2 separate regions of the Mus musculus genome follow, and region 2 is linked to region 1. A link is a contact called in public HiChIP or PLAC-seq data. All regions are on one chromosome and are shown on one strand. The core of a region is the stretch at or near the end of the contact, and the rest is flanking DNA. Distances in the headings are between cores, read along the strand shown. Region 1 holds the start of Urad (ureidoimidazoline (2-oxo-4-hydroxy-4-carboxy-5) decarboxylase). Region 2 overlaps Pan3 (PAN3 poly(A) specific ribonuclease subunit).

Region 1 (4,315 bases), core at 406-2,905:
GGATTTTTAAATGACCCTTCAAATACATTGAGACTCTCCTCTCCTCTCCTCTCCTCTCCTCTCCTCTCCTCTCCTCTCCTCTCCTCTCCTCTCCTCTCCTCTCCTCTCCTCTCCTCTCCTCTTCTCTCTCTCTCTGTTCTAGAAACATTGTGAAAAAGATTGAGTACATCTTAGTGGTAGAGTGCCCAGGATAAGCAAGAAAGACCCTGAGTTGATTAGTTGATTTGCAAACATACATACAGATAGACAGACAGATAGACACACACACACACACACACACACACACACACACACTTAAATTTCACATATTTGAGTGTTTTGTTTGCATGTATGTCTGCACATCACATGTGTCCTTGGTGTTTACGGAGGCCAGAGCAGGACACCAGATCCTGGAGTTAGACGCCTTTGCGAGCATCTTTGGGGGGTGGGGAATGTGTGCTTAAAATTGATCTCCAGTCCACTGGAAGAGCAGCCAGTGCTCCTAACTGCTGAGCCATCTCTCCAGTCCTCAGCTTGATTTTATAACCTGGACCTGTGCTCTTCCTCTGTAAGTTCTCATAGGCAGCCATACAGAGGAGTCTGAGAATCCACAGAGTGTCACAGCCATACTGAACGCAGCTGCGAGTGCCTGCTCTGTCCTGAGACCACCCTCCTGACCGAAGACTAAGAACAGTCTCAAGGGCAGGTGACTCCTACCCTCTGACTTTGTTCCCCAAGGGCATGTCGGGTTTATTCTCAGAACCCATAGTAGCCTATGAACAGGGACTATGTACCTTTGGACCTTCGGCCGCTGTGCCATCCTGAATAAACCTCTACCCCCTCTTCTCCCCACCCTGTGGCCCACTCTCCCCAGAAAACATTGCTTTGCTCCCATTTTACTTCTCTCTGCAAAGAGTCTTGGGATCTAAATGAATGCATCCTTGTCTGGTCCAAACCGGCCCTTTTTTTTTGAAAATCGCTCAGCGCTTCCCGTTCCTCTCTGGGGTCCCTGGGAGGTCCTCGCTATCCTCTCTTTCATCCAGGGCATTGCCAAAGTGGGCCTTCAGCTTCTGAGTCACCAAGGCCTTTGCCCTGTTCCCATTCTTGACCTCCAATAGCCCTGGCCGTCCTGGAACTCGCTCTAGATCAGGCTGGTCTCGACCTCAGAGATTGTCCTCCCTCTGCCTCCGCTGTCCTCGGCCATCCATGCTACCTTGCCCATCCCGCCCCCATGTTCTTGTGTCCACCTTCAAGAGACTAGCGTTTGAAAGGATGTCTACTGATCCTTCTAATAATCCCGGCTAAATAACTGAGTAAGGAGGCTAAAGTAATCTAAAATATTTTTATATACAATATTGAAAATGACTTCGCGCACACGGTCCTGAAGTCTTACCTGATCTCGGGAGAGCATCAATAAAGGCAAAAAAGTGATTTTCTAAGTCTTCCAAGCCAGAGAATGGACGCTGGGACCAGACAGCAGCGGCAATCAGAGGGCATTTCTCAACAATGTTCCCAAACACATCCACAAATTCTCCGAAGTCCATGGAATTGACCTTCACCATGTCCATGGCTGATCCTGGACTGGAGGCAGTGTTCTGCCCTGCCTGTGGTCCGCTCTCATCGAGCGAGTGAGCTAATTCCTCCTCATGGGTTGTGTTTGCTGAACACACATGCTGGCCCTGTGCAAGGGCAGCTGACCCTGGTTTAAATATCTCTGGGAGGAGCTTATCCAGAACGGTCCTGCGATGAGAAACACAGGTTTAACTGTTTTGTTGGTGGTAGGGGTAATATGTGTGCTGGAGACAGAACCCAGGGTCTCACGCATGCTCGAGGAGCACCCGAATACTGAGCTATCCGCCACCTCCGCTTAAGGCTATGATCAGGAGAGCAGAGACTTCTGCAGAAAGAATGATTCCACCCGAGGCATTGCCATAACAAGAGGTGGCGGCGGTGGCCGTATGTAATGAGACAGACACTTGGTGCCATTACCATCTTGTCTGTGTGCACGTATGCTTTTACCTGCATGTAATCTGTGTACCACATGCAGACCAAACAGGTGGCCCTGTGACCTGCCTGGATTACCAGGACAGTGTCCTCAGGGACAACCCTGGTTCTGTCCCCAGCACCCACACGGTAACTCACAAGCACCTCATCTGTCCTTGCTGTTGCTCTAGAGCACAGGCACTGCGTTTTAATCTTTCTTTGAACTCTAAATGCTTAACACCACATAGACTTAATTAGTGTAAACAGAACAGGGTAAGGTGCCTCTGGTGGAGTGTGCTATCTTCTCTCGTTTAAAAAAATATTTTTTTAATTAGGTGTATTTTGTATGTGTACAAGCGTGTGTGTGTGTGTGTGTGTGTGTGTGTGTGTTTGTGCCCAAGAAGAGAGGGTTGAATCTGCCTTCCAGGTTCTCACCTTGAGTTCTTGGCTTGGATTCTTTCAACAACAGCCTATAAACTATAAACTGAAACAAACCTTTGCCTTCCCTAGATTGTTTTTGGTAAGTGTTTTATCACAGCAGCAGTTTATCTAAGGCTGTTACTGGTGGTGTTCTTCACGGGGTAGGGGTGGGGTGGGGGATGGAGGGGGGAGCGGGGAGGGGAAACAGCCTAGAAAAGATTAGAAAGACCACAGACCACAGCAAGGGGGTGGGGTAGGGGCATGCGCCACAAAGAGAGGCGCCCCTGCCCTAGTGTGTGGGAAGGAGAGGGGCTCTGATCTCAGGAGAACTCAGTGTGGGACTAGGAACAAGCACGAAAAGCGCTCATTATCGCGAGTCCAGAAACGATTGCACCCTGGACAAATTCTCCCCAAAGACGCCTTGTTTTCCTTTCGCCCAATATTTGCCCTTCTAGGTACCAAGGGGCAGTAACAAGTCAAACCTGGTGTTTGACACTCTGTTTCGGAAACTGTGGTGCTCGGGCGCCCCCTGCTGGTACAATCACTATAAAGCACTGCTTGAAGGGGTGGCCTTAGCCTACAGGCTAAAGGATGTTAAAGGGGGTGAAACCTTGTAAAGTTTTCCCCATCCGTATTGGCATGTCAGCCGGTGATGTCATTATACAGGTCTGGACAACTATGTTGGTGAGATTAGACCGGTGAGACTTCCCTATTCCTGTCTAAAAGGCACTATCTAGCAGCAGACATTCTGGTCGTCTCTGGCTCCCCCCCCCCCCATGTTATTGTTGTTGTTGTTGTTGTTGTTGTTGTTGTTGTTGTTCAAGACAGGGTTTCTCTGTATAGCCCTGGCTGTCCTGGAATTCACTTTGTAGACCAGGCTGGCCTCGGACTCAGAAATCGGCCTGCCTCTGCCTCCCAAGTGCTGGGATTAAAGGCGGGCACCACCACCGCCCGGCGTATTTATTATTTTTTAATGATTTATTCTTTTATGTGCATTGGTGTCTTGCCTGAATGTGTGTCTGTTACAGACAGTTCTAATTATTCACTCTACATCCCAATCACAGGCTCCCCTCACATGACCTCTCTCACCATTCCTCTAACCCCACCCCTACATCCTACTCTTAAAATCTTTCCACAGCCTCAGTCCTGATGTTCCCTGGGCTTTGAGTGTAGGGATTGCATTGTAGACTTACCAGTTGGGGCTGAGCATGCCACAGTCACCTAGTCTCTGCATGATGACCATGTGTAAAGGCAATCGAGGCTGAGAGAGAGAGAATCGGCATTCGGTGGAGAGCCCCGTGTTAGGCTATCCAATCCCGAGTGTCAGCCCTAACGACATGATCACAAGAACAACACTAAATGGGCCCACTAGGGTGTGTGTGTGTGTGTGTGTGTGTGTGTGTGTGTGTGTGTGTAAAACAGTAATTATGGAAGATGTTAGTCATGAACTTGATAAGCAGTTGTGGGAAGCATAGGGGGAGTTAGAAGGGAAAGAAAGGGGGGTAGATTTCAAATTTCTGAAAAAAAATTTTTTTAAAGGGAAGACATGGCAAGTAGTACCCTAGTTATGGCCCAGCAGGCTGCCTCTTGTGGTATAGTCAATAAACTTTTCCTAAGAAAGAAAAGAAGGTCTGGAGAGATGGATCACCAGCTGTTTGTCTTAGTCCATGGTTTCTATTCCTGCACAAAACATCATGACCAAGAAGCAAGTTGGGGAGGAAAGGGTTTATTCAGCTTACACTTCCACACTGCTGTTCATCAACAAAGGAAGTCAGGACTGGAACTCAAGCAGGTCAGGAAACAGGAGCTGATGCAGAGGCCATGGAGGGATGTTACTTACTGGCTTGCTTCCCCTGGTTTGCTCAGCCTGCTCTCTTTTTTTTTTTTTTTTTTTTTTTTTTTTTTTTGGTTTTTCGAGACAGGGTTTCTCTGT
Region 2 (4,584 bases), core at 15-2,514, 220 kb after region 1:
ACATTATTGATATATGATATTATATTTATATAATTCTAAACTGTCCTTATAAAATTTTATTTACATTTTTTAATACGAAATTTTAAAGTTTTGTAGAATAGTGAAAAATATCATCACTCTTTTTATACCTGACATTCTCAGTCTTTCCAGTTGTCCTCACCCTGACTAATTTATTGATAAAAATTTTATATTTACTTTCAGAGTTACAAGTATAAATATATTGTTTATCTCCCCCTTTTAAATACGTAAACATCATCACTTCTCACAGTATTTTTTTTTAAAGATTTATTTATTATTATATCTAAGTACACTGTAGCTGTCTTCAGATGCACCAGAAGAGGACTTCAGATCTCATTACAGGTGGTTCTGAGCCACCATATGGTTGCTGGGACTTGAACTCAGGACCTTCAGAAGAGCAGTCGGTGCTCTTAACCACTGAGCCATCTCTCCAGCCCCACTTCTCACAGTATTAATGTTAGAAATCATTTTGTTCAGCTCTGTTTGGAATTATGCAGGCTCCTACATGAAACACGAGCCTGCTGGGCTTCTCCCTCTGCCACCCTATGACGGAGGCATTGCTCCTGTGTGCAAGAACACACTGGAGGCAGACAGCTTAGCTACCTAGTCATGGACTGTTGATGCCATGAGCTACAGACAGTGCTGCAGGGGGACCTGGTCACCAAAGAATCGAGCAGCACTGGAGTCTTCAGAGAACAGAAGTGTTGCAAGGATTGTGTTGTACTGTTCGTGAGAGGCCTGACTGAAAATGTTTCCTTGGAAGTTGGGATTTTTTCCCAGCACCTTGGAGGCAGAGGCAGGCGGATTTCTGAGAGGACAGCCTGGTCTACAGAGTGAGTTCCAGGATAGCCAGGGCTACACAGAAAAACCCTGTCTCAAAAAAACCATTTAAAAAAAGTTGGGATTTTGTCTGTTGTGCTGTTGGTTGGTGCCCTTGCCTGCTGGAGGTTGCCTGTTTGAGGGCTTAGTTGTCTCTGACCGTGCTTAGGCTCATCCTCGGTAGATGTCTGTGTGTTTGATCAAATGGATCAAACCTTTTTTTATGACTCTGTGTTCAGGTTAAGAATGTTGTTTTATACTTAGAAATGAATGCGTGATCTCATGCTTTCTTCTAGAATGCTCGTGACTTCTTTCCCCCAGTCCATTGCTGCTGGTTCTCTGACTTCCTCTGCAAACCCTGTCTAGACACAGTGGCCCTTCCTAGTTCTTGCGAATTGCAGAGCATGCTTTTTTTCTGGGACTAGCAGCCTCAGCTTCCTCTTTCCAGGATAGGCTCATGTTTCAGCTCTGTCTACCCTCTTCTCAGAGCACCGTGTAGCTGGGTAGAATCCCTGCTTTCTCAGGTTACTGGAGTGACGTGTGTCCTACCAGACTATAGGTTCCTCCGGTCACTTAAAACTACCAGTGGTCTCTGGTTCTCCAGTTCCTCACAGCTTCACCTTCTGGTGAAGTGTAGAAGACTAAAAGCTACCTTGCTTTCTAAACATTTCCTCCTCTGTGTTCCTTGGTAAAGTGGAAACTTAGCTGATGCCTCTGTAACCTGGAACACGGAAGGAGGAGAGGACCTTACAGCCCTGGCTCAGAGACGTCTACAGACAGTTTTCTATTTTGTACTAGTCATAAAGATTGAATAGCATGTAAGGGGCAACTGTTCCTGTGAAGAGAATATGTGATATGTGTACTTTTGGGTTGGTTGAGATTTTTTAAGCACTTTTCAGAGCCCTTCCAATTTCTAATTAACTGGGGAAGATTAGATGAATCTTGCGTCTGAAAAAATATGGCTGTGTGGCATGTAGAGTGAGTTACTGAGGTCAAATGTTAACCCCCCAGGTTTCAGAAGGATCCAACCTGGTCAGAGACTGGAGACAGATACCTGTTGAAACTCTTTAGAGATCATCTTTTTCATCAGGTGACAGAAGCAGGTGCTCCCTGGATCGACCTCAGTCACATCATTTCTTGTCTTAACAAGGTACTTGTAAGGAAAAGAATCGTGTTTAATAGGTTCTTACTATGTCTGTGTGTGTGCGTGTGTGTGCACGTGTGTGTGTGTGTGTGTGTGTGTGTGTGTGTGTGTGTGTGTGCGTGCGTGTGCGTGCGTGCGCGCGCGCGCGCTCCTGCCCTGTGTGCACATACAAGGTCAGAGGACACTTTGGAGTTCCTCTGCTTTGTGCTGGTGTGTCATGCTTGGTGGCAAGCACTTGGGCCACTGGGAACTCACCTGCCTTGTAGATTTTTGAGATCACAGGATAGCTATTACAGCTTAAAGAGCCATCTTGTGTACAAGTGCTAGGATCCTGAAGAAGACAGGATGTATGTTTGCTGGACATTTTCTAAAGTGGGAATTTTTTGTCTGGGCACGGTGGCTCATGCCTTTAATCCCAACACTCAGAAGCAAAAGCAGGAGCGTCTACAGCAGTGTTCTCAACCCTCCTCATGCTGTGACCCTTTAATGCCGTTGCTCGTGTTGTGGGGACTATAACGTTGCTACTGTTATGAATTGTAATGTAAATATTTGATATGCAGGATATTTAATATGTGATTCTTAAGTGACTCAAAGGGATATCTGATCTGTGACCCAAAGGGGTTTTGACCCACAGGTTGAGAACTGCTGATGTAGAGTTTTCATATGCGAACCTTTTAATGTGATAAAGCATCATAAGATGACCATGGTCCTTCTTTTATACTTTGTTTTGTAGACATGTCATTTTGTTTTATTAAGTAGTATGATTGCATGCATTCAGTATGTTTGCATATATGTAGATACATGTGTAAGTATGATAAAAGAGACCAAAGGGGAAAGGGAAGGGCTGACACCCAAGGTTGTCCTCTGACCTCCACCACATGCACCCACATGGGGTGGGGTGGTCTGCAGTGAATCACAGCCTTCGTATAAAGTCAGGGTTAAACAGGGACCTGCTCCACACACTTGATTTTTTGTTTGTTTACTTATATTTTAAATCGCTTGCAAACTGACACTTTTTTGTTTTTAAAATGTGGGAGGAGAGTGTATTTATGTTGCTCCCCCTCAGATCTGTGGAAATATTTTCTGCCTCAGCACACTGTGCCTACCCTTGAAGTAGCGGAAGAGCAGGTAAACCGTGCACGGCAGACCTGCTGACTCCCAGGCTCGGCTCTGCTGCTCAGTGCTGTGGGCCTCTCATCCACCTTGTGTGCCTTACTTTCCCAACTCTCTAACTTCTCTTAAAGGGAGAACAGTGGGGGGATCCATAAGTAGGAAACATTCCTAACAGATCTCATAGCTTGGTATTGTTAGTATCAGTTAGTAATTAAAACTTTTGTTTTGTTTTTTTTTAAATGTAGATACTGACAGTGGTACTTACAGTAAGCTACAGACAGTCGTCTTGAGAAGACTGGATTTCATATCCTAAAAAAGTAAATCTTATTTCAAATCTGAAGTGCCAATTCCCCAAATTTAATGAGTATAGTAAAAAGGAAGCTAACCATATTGATTAAGGTCTAAAAATCTGCAAAAGGCCATTTTTATGGAAATGATGACAGAAATTGTTGGTAAAATATTTTGAAAGTTTTAGGCCTCAAGTGAAATGTAAAGCTTTTTAATGAATCAATTAGTGGGATACTGAAAGAAGAAGCTTAAAAAAAAAATGAAAACCATATCCTAAATATTGTTACCAAACCCCAGTAATGGAATACGTAGACAGAGATCATAAGCTGGAACCCATAAAGGAAGCTACAGAGATGGATTACGGTGGTGCACACCCTTAATGCCAGCACTCAGGACACCGAGGCAGGAGGATCTTTGAGTTGTGAGGCCAGCCTGATCTACAGAGAGAGTTCTGGGACAGCTAGGACTACACAGAGAAACCCGTCTCAACAAACAAGCAAACAGAAAAATAGGAAGGTACTCGTTTGACATGGAGCGGCTGGTAGTTGTTATAACTCATTGGTAACATGTAATTGACGTTCTTTGGAGAGCAGCTTGGCTGTGGGTACCACGCTGTGAAGACATTCATGCTCACATTTGATAGTGCCCTGAAGGTTGCCTCCTAAGTTGTACACTGCAAGTGCATTCTGCTCTGTACTGGTATTTATAATATAGAAAGTGGAAACTATTGAGTAAATAATTAGTGTCAAGTTGGCAGAAGATAGGAATCAAACACATTCTAAACACTAGGGCAGGCAGAGGAAACATAGCAATGTTTCTTTGAATTCTTATGAATTTTGACCCATGGTGTAAGCTGTTTATGGAAATCTGAAAGGGACTGTGATAGAAATAACTTTAATTTATTATAGTATTTCATTCATCATCGTCAAAAATGTTGTCCTAAAATAGATTAATCTTCCTCACAGTACGTACTGCATATTTTTTATACTTTACCTCTTTCAGCTAGATGCTGGTGTGCCAGAAAAAATCAGCCTGATTTCCAGAGACGAGAAGAGCGTGCTGGTGGTGACATACAGTGACCTAAAACGCTGCTTTGAAAATACCTTTCAAGAACTGATTGCGGCTGCAAATGGTCAGTTGTAGTATTTGCTAAAAATGTTGAGAGGGCATGGTGAAGGACCAAGCCTCTAGCCAGTTTGCAC

What was found. HiChIP or PLAC-seq counts read pairs in DNA pulled down with a chosen protein or histone mark.
Region 2: an H3K27ac HiChIP or PLAC-seq map of microglia shows a contact between it and region 1, with 5 times the contacts expected there. The contact joins the enhancer-like site here to the promoter of Urad in region 1. A contact is called at or near these places in 1 of 39 promoter capture datasets (pre-B cells), 2 of 15 datasets of contacts at CTCF or cohesin (large pre-B cells and pro-B cells), 18 of 484 Hi-C or Micro-C datasets (B cells, the Ba/F3 cell line, CD4 T cells and 9 more), 5 of 115 datasets of contacts at active chromatin or transcription factors (T-cell acute lymphoblastic leukemia, acute myeloid leukemia, bone marrow-derived dendritic cells and 2 more) and 3 of 9 other capture datasets (adipose tissue, liver and pancreatic islet).

What each region holds. Positions count from the first base shown.
Region 1 is chr5:147,320,785-147,325,099 of GRCm38.p6, forward strand. Urad (ureidoimidazoline (2-oxo-4-hydroxy-4-carboxy-5) decarboxylase) reads right to left here and starts at 1,656. Exons shown (of 2, transcript NM_001039678.2): 1 at 1,373-1,656. The coding sequence starts at 1,547.
Region 2 is chr5:147,541,222-147,545,805 of GRCm38.p6, forward strand. It overlaps Pan3 (PAN3 poly(A) specific ribonuclease subunit), which reads left to right. Exons shown (of 19, transcript NM_028291.5): 17 at 1,849-1,987; 18 at 4,385-4,514. Among named protein-coding and RNA genes, the nearest start is that of Pan3, 110 kb to the left of the region's middle. Within about 2 kb of position 1,265, at least 35 of the 459 cell types and tissues checked have an H3K27ac peak or open chromatin away from gene starts, as enhancers often do. A contact at or near this core is called in acute myeloid leukemia, liver and microglia, where this site is marked.